2 separate regions of the Ovis aries genome follow, and region 2 is linked to region 1. The links are chromatin contacts, called in public Hi-C maps. All regions are on one chromosome and are shown on one strand. Each heading gives the region's core, a stretch centred on a gene start, on an enhancer-like site or on the middle of the called end of the contact. The rest is flanking DNA. Distances are from core to core; before and after follow the strand shown. Region 1 holds the start of RBPMS (RNA binding protein, mRNA processing factor). Region 2 overlaps RBPMS (RNA binding protein, mRNA processing factor).

Region 1 (5,643 bases), core at 1,267-3,766:
CAAGGCAATAGGACAGGTTAAGAGACAGCCATTGTATTGGGATCACCTGTGATTTTACTGGCACCCAACCTCGCACATATAAAGACACCCAGGGTTTGGGCAAACAGGCCAGTGCTGCAGGCAGTTAAGCTGAGCTGGGTCAAACAGAAAAACCTGAGTTTTCTATGCTTAATTCTGTCAAATAGTTTATGGTGTGCCAAAAAAAAAAAAAAAAAAGAAAATAGTCTTTGGTTTACCCTAATGAACTTTTACAAGTTTCTCTTTCTGGTGAAGAGAGAAAGATGGTTTCATATGTATGATACAGTCTTACCCTTAGAAGTCAACAGATCGCCAATCTAATGAAACAGAAAGGTTTCTGAAGCCATTGCAACTCCTTAAATAAAGCTACCTTTTTTATTAATTATAAAAAATAAAATACTCCAGCATTTAAAAAAAAAAACTACCTTTTATTTTTAAATTTTATTTCAGTGGTAGGGAAAATAAAATAGGAAAGTAGCCAGTGAGGTTCAAGAAAAAAAGCAGAACTTGCAATTCAAGTCTCCATCTTTCTGAAAGAGAAGAAATGTCAGTACTATTCCATCACTTGCAATTTAAAAAACCAGCATGTAAAAATAATGCTTTTCAGAACAGTTTATAATAATAAAGGCGATTTGCTCAGGTGAGACGGCAACGTCAGGCTCAACAGCATTTCACCTGGGTTGCACCCACGAACAACTGTGTTAAGAGTAAAATCTTGTGTTATTTTGCATAATATTTGGCTTGGTCTTGGAGCTCTCCTGTCTTCTCCATTTAAATAGTTCCCATTTTACAAGTGCTGAGGGCTTAAGTGTATTAAGTCCTCAGCAACCTTGGGCTTCACAATCAGAATTTTAGTTTACACACAACATAGTATTTCCATAATCATCTCAACACCCTAACCGCTTAGAAATCAGTTCACCTTTCTGTAAGAATGCTTTTATCTAGACTGCATACTTTCTTGCATCTACACATACTCTTAAGTTCCTTTTGGAATGTTTCAGAAGTCAATTTCCTGGGCTTTTCAAAAGGTAGGCGGAAAACAGTGTTTACTGGGTTCTAGATAATGCACCTACAAGTACAGAGCCCCATTTAACAAGATAACGCAAATATCCCAACTACAAAATTCTGAAAGGATTGTTCAGGAGTTCCCCGACATGTACTGAGTTTTGTTTCTACCAAAGGAACGCTCTGCAGCCGCAACATTTTTACCGTTGTTAGGGACGCACCACATAAAATTTACGCTCAGACGTCAAAGTCCTATTAAAACAGTCTGGATCAACACTTCGCGAGTTGCAAAGTCTGAAACTCCAGCATGCTGCGCCCCACAACCGCAACGCCCCTAAATTTACAAAACCTAATCAGCCAGGTTCGGGGTCTTTGACTCATCAGAGAAGAATGCGGCTGATGAGTTATCTATTAATCCAAAACGCCTTAGCTGGGAAAGATATTTCACCGAGAACTTTTCGCATAGAAACTGTGGGGGTTGGGGGGGGGCAGGGAACGGAAGGTGTCTTTTCATGAGAACTTTCCCCGAGTTTCTTCCCTAAACCACACAAACACACACCCCACAACTTCCAGCCCCGGACCCAGCACTAAGTGCTGACCCTCCGGGTCCCAATCATCTGAGGTCACCCAGGAGTCAGCTCTCGATTCCGCTTTTAAAATCCGGGGCAAACAAAGCTGACCATTATACTTACAGAGGTCTCGGGAAAGTCCTCAAAGTTACGCAATTTTCAGGCACGCAGACGCGCGTGGACCCACCAAAACACACTCTCCGATGATACACCCTCATCCCGTGGCCGCAGTCTGGGGCTGCGTCTCCACGCCAGGACGATTCCCAAACCCTCGGTGCCCCTTCCCCAGCGCAGCCCGGCGCCCCCGGACCCGCGCCCCGCCGGCCGGCCGGCCAGCCACCCGCACTCTGGGCAGAGCCCGCGGCCGCCGTCCCAGGTCGTCCCCGCCCCGGCACCGAGCCGCTCCGTACCTCTTCCTCCTGAAGGTTGGCCTCGCTCGGGGTGTTCTCCTTCTCGGCTTTGCCGCCGTTGTTCATCTTCCCGGTCCTCCCTCGCCGGGCAGGGCTGGGGCGCGGGGCTGGGCGAGGGCGCGCTCGCCCACTTCTCCCTTCCCCGGACGCCGCGGGCTGGAGTCGGGGCAGCGGCGGCCGGCGACTCAGGAAGTGCGAGGGGAAGACGGCGCAGGGCGAGGCGCCGGCGCAGCGCGGAGGGGACGGAGACAATCGCGACCCGCGAGGGAGACCTGGGGCGGGCGGGCGGGCGCGAGGGAAGGCAGGAAGGAAGAAAGGACGGGGCGAGGACGCGCGTCCCGGGAGTGAGTCCGCAGAGTTGGGGATGTGGCCGAGAGGGGCTGGGGGGCGGCCGCCGGCGCGGGCGTAGCAGCTGCTGGAAGGAGGGGCGAGGCGTACCCCGAGAGGAGCGGGAGGGAGGTGCGGGGCGGCGGGGACCCGGAGAGCCGCCGAGTGCGCGCTCCTGGCTGGCTCTGGGAGGTCCGGGCTCCGAGCAGCTCCCCTTCTCTCGCCTGCCTCCCTCCCCCCGCTCCCTCCTCCCTCCCCTCCTCCTCTCCCCGCCCTCCCTGGACGTGGGCTGCCGGCTGGAGCCCGGAGGGACGGGACGAGGGACGGCAGAGCCCCCCGCGGGAGGAGGGGCCGCGCCGAGGGCTGCGGCCCCGCGGCCGGATGGCGCGCGCTGGGGAGGGGCGGCGGGCGGCGGGCGGAAGCGGCGGACCCCGGCCCCCGGCTCCGCGGTAGGTCGGAGGGCGAGGGCCGAGGGGGAGGGCCGAAGGCTGGGTCCGCCTGGCACCTGGAGGCCGCCGGGCCGTGCGCGCAGCTCGGAGCGGGGCTCGGGCGCCCGGGAAGTGTGATGTGTTACTTTTGTGTGCTTGCTCGCTCTTCACGAGGGATTCGCTCCCCAATCCCTCCCCCTCCTCTTCAGTACCTAGTGGGCAGCTGGTAATGACAGGATGCGGGAACTGGGGTGACGTCCGGGGGCAGCCGGGGCCGGGCCGGCGTTTTCAGGGCGCATCTTCAGACCCCATCTCCGCGCCGGGTCCTCCGAAACTTCTCCGGCCGCCCTTGCTCGGACTCCTCTACGGCCCTTATCAGACTGTCCTGGAATTGTTTACCTGCCTCTCTCACCCTTTCGGGAGATCCTTCTTGGAAGACAAGACCGGGCCCTGTTTGTCTTTTGAATCCCATGGCAGTTTGAAAACGCTACCTGGTATATCGTAGGCACTCAATAAATATTTGTTGGTTGAGGGACCATTTCTCACTGCCAGCCGAGCTGGAGGCCAAGACATAATCTGAGGGTCAAAGCCACTGAAAGAAGGGAGACTCAGCATACTGGGAGGTGAGCGTACCATGCCTGTTGGCTCCCCACCCGCCGAAGGAAGAACTGCCTGGTTTCTGCTTCCTCCTCTGAAATAGAAGTAGTTCTATTCCTCTCCCAGAAGCTTGTTATTAGAGGAGATTGTAAATTGATAGATAAAACTATAGCACCTGGCACCCATTCGGACCCAGTTGTTGGCTATACTTGGAAGCTGACATGGTTCATTTCCACTTTTCCTGCGCCACCGAGAACTTTTCCAATATTGTATCATTTAAGCTTTCAAACTGAGTGACTGCCGCTGCTGCTAAGTCACTTCAGTCGTGTCCGACTCTGTGCGACCCCCATAGGCTCCCCCGTCCCTGGGATTCTCCAGGCAAGAATACTAGAGTGGGTTGCCATTTCTACAAACACATAATTTAAAACTCTAAACATGGGTAGATTTTCCTTCATTTCTCACTCCCGGGATTTTGCACAGCAAGCTATTCCTTCCAGCCCCAGCGACGATCACAATTTCTAATTATGTATTGGCTTGCTTCAGTCTCCTCCCCTCCCCCCTTCTGCCCCCGCCCTCCTCCCCCACTAGACATTCTTCACCCTGGACTGGTTTAAGTGCTCCTGGGAATGAGATGGGGGTGGCGACGGAGTTGAAGATAAGGCTTCTGCTTTTAGGGAATTTAAAGTGGTGTCCTGGAGACAAGATACCCCAAACAGCTCCGTGGCAACATCACCAGAACCGCAGGTCCTGGTTCAACGTAGAAACCGAAGAAAATAATTTGCTTTGAGAGCGTTTTGAAAAGAAAAAGCAGGAGTGATATTTGGATTTACATATTAAATTAGACTTCTCTGGGGTTGGAGTGGAGATTTTGATAAAAGATTCCATTGCTGTCATGATGTCATTTCTCTCTATGGGAAAAAAATATACCCTGGATAAAAATAAACCAAGAGACTATCGAAATTGCAGTTAAAGTTCAAAAGAGGTAAGAGAAAAGTTAATCTGGAAACTGGCCCTTTGCACTTCCAGTTCCTCCCTCAGTTATATAAGGAACCACGAGGGGGCAATGTCTTTCTGAGCAATGGCCGAGTGGTGGTCTTGGGCCCATGTGCTGACCACCAATGCCAGCCACTGGCCATTCTTTGCCCTCCTTGGCCATTCTTGCCTGTTCCTGAATACACTTCACAGAAAGGTATTGTCTAACTGGAGCCTGGCAGAGGCCCAGGAAAAATGACAATAGAACTAGTCTCTGAACATCCCATTAGACTCCACTTAGGAGTAGGTGGGTGTCCTGTGATTCTAGGATGCTGGAGAACTTCCCCTAACCCCATCCAAGGAAATGTGGCTTAATCTCAAACACAGAACCTGATGCTTTTGTCTTTAAGCCAAGTTGGCACCTTGTCGGTTGTTAAAAGTCAAAAACCTCTGGAATTAAAAATGAGAATATGTTCTATGGAGGATCCTTGTCTGGCCTGTTTCTTATTGTGTCCACCCAACAGGTAGTAGGCACTTGATAGTTACTTCGGAATGAATAAACACATTCTTATCAGGTATTAATTCTAGGGTGTGAATGATTCAAACAGACCCTTCCAAGACCTTGCAGGAGGGACTGGATTAGTAGAGGTCTCGGCATCGAGAGCACCGCAAAAGCACTAGGCAGGTTCCTGGTAGTGGTGTTTAGTCATTGTTCTGCAGTGGGAGACCCTCGATAGAGAGCTTGTGCAGGAGGGGATAACTGATGAGATTTCGAAAAATAAAATCACACACACTGACAGACACATCAGGCAATTTACAACAAAGCAGGGAAATTTACAACATATAGTCAAAGGTAAGGGTGAACTTCATGGTGTAATATACCAGAAAAAGAGCGACTCCTATTTTGTCCTTTGTATGAAGAATAGTTTAGGCTTACTTGGAAGAACAATAGAGTTAAGTTGCCAACAAAACTCAGTGAAAATCTGTAAATAGACTGGCTATTTATAAAGCTTTGTCAGTGAAGCAAAAGAGAGAGGAGGACAAAGGGTTGAATCAGGATATAAATGATCTTTATGACCTGATTTACTAATTCAAAGAAAGATAGTATCAAAATGAGATCTCAGTAGCAATAGTTTCCAGACATGCTAAGAGTTATCAGACAACAAAGGGATTTTATATTCCTAGAAATACAGGGCTAATGACCAAGAAACATCTGCTTACCCCCCTGCCCACCGCTTTGCCTCATTGCTTCTGGCCTGCAAGGTTCTTTACTAGATTGAAAGGGAAATATTCTGTGCACCTGTAGTTTTCATCACT
Region 2 (5,643 bases), core at 787-3,286, 34 kb before region 1:
GGGCTGGTGAGCTTATAAACTATGTAGACACCAAGAAGCCAAAACATGAAAAAGAGAAGCAAGAAACTGATGAAAGAGGAGAAGGAGGGTGTGTGTGTATATGTGTGTATGTGACCGATTCGCCATGTTGTATGGCAGAAACCAATGCAGCACTGTAAAGCAATCATCCTCCAATTAAAAATAAAGAAATTGACAAAAGGGATCTTGCTGGGTGACCTAAGGACTCCCTACCCGCCCCCCAAAAAAGAAACCTTAATAAGCATGTATTGAGACCTACTATAATTGATTAAACTTTGACTGAAAAGTAAGATTATAGACTCTTATATTCCCCTACAAAAATTGGGGGACATATATATCGGTCACTGAATGATGTAGTTCAGGCTTCCACCACTGTCATTAGCTTAATTGTTTTACTTTTTTTTTAAAGGGAAAAGTAAATACCCTTCCAGGAGGTCTAGATTTCACGGCTTTTAATTTAGACAAAGTTTAGTTTTGCGAGCATAAAGGAGATACTGCCTGGGGAGTCCAGGAAGGCTTTCCAGAAGCAAGCGCATGCTGGAAGGCAGATGCTCTCGTCCTGCGCAGAGACCATGGGCTCTCCAGCACCCTCTCACCCCGACCCGGTCACACAGCCATCCACGTGACTCACGTGAGGACCGGCGGCATAGAGCCATCCCACCTTCAGACACAATGTCACACAGCAAATCAAGCCACTCTCTGGACCTTGGTCTCCTGATTTGAAAAAGGAGAAAAGGCTGCACCAGTGATGCTCCTTCCAGTTCTAAAGCAGGATTATGACACTTATGACTTTAGCAGGATGTCTCTAGCTTGCCTGCAAACAAAACACACACAGGAAAAAACTTCGAAGATGTTTTCTTCTCACCACCTTTGACTTGTCTTAGAAGCAGAAGCAAATGCTTTTGTGATTAAGTGTTTCTTAGGGATTCCCACAGGGCCGAATGTTACTGCTGAGGCTACACATGGTGGTGACCTGTTCCATTTTCCCAAAGATCGCTAGTGATGCTCTGAAAGTGATGTGAAAAACACAAGGTTGTGAACACATTTAAACTACACCTTAAAACTGTGTGCGTTTTCTTTAGGTAAAGAAAAGAAAGTCTTATATCCCCACAGTACTTATTTTAATTTTTTATTTTATATTGGAGTATGGCTACTTAATAGTGGTATGTTAGCTACAGGTGTACAGCAAAGTGATTCAGTTATATCCACAGAAATATCCATTCTTTTTCAAAGTCTTTTCCCATTTCGGTTATTTGAGAATACTGAGCTGAGTCCGCTATATACAGTAGGCCCTGGTTGGTTATCTATTTTAAATGTGGTAATGTATACATGTCAGTTCCAAACTCCCCATCTATCTCCCCTGCTCCTTCTCTCTGGTAACCACGCGTTTATTCTTCTAAGTCTCCCACAGGACGTACCTACTTCCAACTGTTTTAAAGCCCTCACATAATTCACAGTTAATACTAATACAGAGATGGATAATAGGCTGAAAGTAGGGGGTCCTACCAAGCCTCTTGGGGTGCCTTATAAAAGCTAGATTGGCTGGACAGTACAGCACTGACTACATTTCTTTAAACAATGCTATCTCCAATTACAGCTGGATTACTTAAGAGCTTTTCACTCAATAATATAACTGCTTAATATTATGATTAATCATGATGGTTAGCACTTGCTGACTAGTTTACCATGTGCCAGAGACAACAGGCATCCACCTGCCCCCAGAAGCCCACAGATGAGGAAACAGAGGCAGAGAGAAGTCATTTCCTCACAAGGTCATGAAGGCAGAATCTGCACTCCGCCTTCCTGACCCCACGGCCTACCTGTCTAAACGCTGGATGGCAAACCTACCAAGCATCCAACACTGTTCCGAGTGATCAAGATAATTAAGACAAGTGCTTGGTTTACAGGTGGTGGAGCCTGCCAAACTTTTAAGAAATAATTACAACACAGTATGTGCGCTGTAACCCAGGCCTTTAAACATTGCTGTGGCAACACAGCAAAGAGAGAGAGAGGCTGCCTGGGAGTTCAGCCAGGCTTCCATTTGAGCTGGGTATTGAAAGATGAGCACGCATTCCTGGGGAGCAGGAAGAATGGAAGGGCATTCCAGGTGGAGAACAACATGTGCCAAGGTACATAAAGGTGAGCGAACCCACGGAATCCAGTGGGGCAGGAGGGGAGAGAAGGCTCGCTCACTGGGCCCCTTTCTGCCTCACCCCACCTGACTAATGGTGGCTAGGAAAGGGCCCACTGACAGCTGTCTCCTACAGCAACCGCCCCCAACCTTTGCGGCACCAGGCATTAGATCCCGGAGGTTTGGGAGCCCTGTCCTACAGGGGTAATATCTGGTGGAGTTTAAAGGAGTATCATTTCTTCCCTTCTGAGATAACACTTCCCCAGAGTCAAACAGTCCTGGGGTCCAAGCAAGAATGTAAGTGTGATAAGCCAACCTGTTAGCTGAAATTTTTAGAGCCGGGCAGGCAGAAGATGGCACATAGAAGGGGAGGGTGACTGGCTCCCATGACGGATTTCCATAAACTCTAAAGTCTAGGTCTGTGGCCCTTAGGGGGTTAGGAACAAAACTGCGTGTGTGTTTTCCAGGGAGAATATCCACAGGTTTCACCAGACTCTCAAAGGGATCAATGACCCCTCAAATCAACAATCACTGCTTTCAAGCAGACCAGACCTCCCCGTAACTTTTAACACCAGGGGCAACCCTAAGACATAATAAGTTTAAAAAGAAATCAGTGCAAGCAAAATGAGAAAGTATCCGTGCCTCTTGAGCTTTACTTGAAAAGCTGACAAACACGTTAGCTTAAGGCTCTGTTCAAAATGCCTTTAAGATCTGAGATAGTTATGTTTGCCTAACTTTACTCAGGTCATATTATGCAAGCCGGCCACCTATTCAGGACCCCAAATGTTCATGATTTACTGATAAGGCATAAACTCACCAATCTGTAATCTAACTCTAAGAAAACCTGCCCTCTAAATGGGGAAGACACGGAGGAAATCCAAGACGCTGGATTCACAGGCTGGGTACTTAATTAACTTCTCAAAACTAATATTTAAAAGAAAACTTAAAAATAAACCATACCTCAGTGAGACTCGCTCTTAATTTTCTACCACAAGATTAAAAGGATGACTGCCCTCTGAGGAATAATAATCACCAAAGAGTCTGAACACAAGAAAGCTTATACGCAGATTGGCGACTGGGTCCCCTGATGGAATGTGAACATTGCTAACCCAGCATGTCATCAGCATCACATCTTACATCATATCACCAGCATTGCAACATAGCACAATTCCTCTGTTGTCAGCATCTTTTCTATTTCTGTTCCATTTCTTTGCTGCACAAAGCCACGGGATTAGAAGCGACTTTTCATGAAAGACACAGAGACGAGCCTTTGGGCATGCAGCATGCCCAGCAGCAAACGGCAGAGCGGTGGTCCAAGTTCACTGCCAGTCTGATCACAGAGTTGTGTGAGCTCCGGCAAGTTACCTCCCCTCTCTGTGCTTTCTCCAAGTATGAAATGGGGATCACGGTTTTAACTCCCTCATAGGATTGTTGTGAGAAGTCAGTAAGGTAAGGCTCGCAAGATGTTTAGAACAGTGTCTGGAAGCTAGTGTTTGACAAATACGCGAAATCTCACCAAAATTCCTTGGTTAAGGAAAGGAGCTGTTTCAACAAAACTGAGAAAAAAAGTCATGTTCAGTAACATGCCAATATCCAGAGTAATATGCCTCCTGTTCAGTGTGAAACAAAACACCAAGATAACCACTACAAGTGCAAATACTATAACTCCATGAAACAAAAAATATTTTTTTTAAAAAAACATTTAAAAGTCAGAAAATCAAACCAAATTAAAGAGACATTTACTAAGCTACTACCACGTGTTATTCACGATGCTAGATGTTGGTGGTTAAAAAAAATTTATTCTACATATACATGTTTATATCACGGGAGCAGAGAATGCTGAGAGGAGTATCCATGCTTACATCCACTGCCACACACTGGAGAGCTGGGCTTAACTTTTGAAGGAAGACAAATTTCTACCCAAGTAATAATGGAGCAGAGTAAGGACTTCCCGGTGGTCTGGTGGTTGAGACTTCATGGTTTCAATGCAGACGACATGGGTTCAATCCTTGGTCAGGAAACAGATTACACACGCCACATGATATGCCCAAAAAATTTAAAAGGGGTTTTATGGAGGAGTGTTCCTTAATAATGGGCTCATGCTATTGTTGAGTATGTATATTTTCTCCAGGAAAATAACACAAGAGTGTCAAAAATTTTGCAAACAGCCATGTTTCCAGGAACAGAGAATACGCTGATATAATTTAACTATAGAATTTATTGCTCATTCAAAGTTTACTAAGAATTAAAAATAAGATCCTTTAGGTCAAGCTCTGAGTCAGACACTCGGCCACATGTTTTACATACAAGGTTACTTTACAGTTCCATGAAGTAGATATTATCATTTTCTTAAAAACAGATGAAGAAACTATGGCTTTAGAAAGGTTAAAGCTTACCTAGCTAGCAGACAAAACAGATTATGAACCTAGTTATTAAGCCAACATAACTGCACCTAAAGTGATTTTATTTTCTTTAAAAAACACGTTTAGTATTTCTTTCTTTGGCTGTCCCAGGTCTTTGTTGCGGTATGTGGAATCCACCCTGACCAGGGATCAAACTCAGGCCCCCTACATTGGGAGCATGGAGTCTTAGCCACTGGACCATCAGAAAAGTCCCCTGAAGTAAGTGATTTATAATTAAATGTTCTATGTCACAAAAACCAGGCTTATTGGTTGATTTCTCCATAACCTGTCCTCATCCATTTCTCCAGGATAACTCCCTTCCAAATAAATAATAATAAAGGTAGTAATAATAATGGTAGCTTTGTACTTGTAGAACACACCTTTATAATCCAAGGAGGCATACTCTCTATTACTATTGCTGTAATCCATATGTATTAGTTGCCCAGTCATGTCAGACTCTTTGGGACTCCATAGACCATGACCCACCAGGCTCCTCTGTCCATGGCATTCTCCAGGTAAGAATACAGGAGTGGGTTGTCATTCCCTGCTCCAGGGGATCTTCCCGACCCAGGGATCGAACCCATGTCTCCCTCATTGCAGGCAGACTCTTTACCATCTGAGCCACCAGGGAAGCCCACATGCAGCCCCAGATGTGGTAGATTTTGTGACTGGCAATTTACACAGGAAGACACAGCCTCAGAGAAATCAAGTAACTTGCCCAAAGGAACACAGCTATTAACTGACAATGCCAGCAGAGGAGACCGGGATTCAAAACCTACACTGGCATGCCAAATCTCAAGGCACTCTGAAGAAGTTGAAAGGTCATCTACATTTTCTGAACGCAGACCCAGAGTAAAACTCTCCACCATCCCGAAAACTTTCTTCTCAAGTGATCCCTGAGTCTGCTCACAGAAAAGTTAAACCTTATTCTTTCAGCAAGTTCCCACCCCCAACCCGATCGACTCTGCAGATTCTTGGGTCCCGATGAGCACCAGTGGGTCTGAGATATAAGCAGAGATGAAGAACTAAAAAGAGAAGAAAAAGAAGGAAAGACCATAAAGAAGAAATGGAAGGGAAGTGGCCGTTTCCCCA

The links. A called contact is a pair of places that touch in the nucleus more often than the background predicts.
Region 2: a contact with region 1 is called in a Hi-C map of liver, with 1.7 times the contacts expected there. The contact joins the enhancer-like site here to the promoter of RBPMS in region 1. A contact is called at or near these places in 2 of 16 Hi-C or Micro-C datasets (liver and tail adipose tissue).

The regions. Positions count from the first base shown.
Region 1 is chr26:25,626,309-25,631,951 of ARS-UI_Ramb_v3.0, reverse strand. RBPMS (RNA binding protein, mRNA processing factor) reads right to left here and starts at 2,516. Exons shown (of 10, transcript XR_006058139.2): 1 at 2,003-2,516.
Region 2 is chr26:25,659,839-25,665,481 of ARS-UI_Ramb_v3.0, reverse strand. All of the region lies in intron 1 of RBPMS (RNA binding protein, mRNA processing factor), which reads right to left. Among named protein-coding and RNA genes, the nearest start is that of RBPMS, 33 kb to the right of the region's middle. Within about 2 kb of position 2,036, at least 16 of the 54 cell types and tissues checked have an H3K27ac peak or open chromatin away from gene starts, as enhancers often do. A contact at or near this core is called in liver and tail adipose tissue, where this site is marked.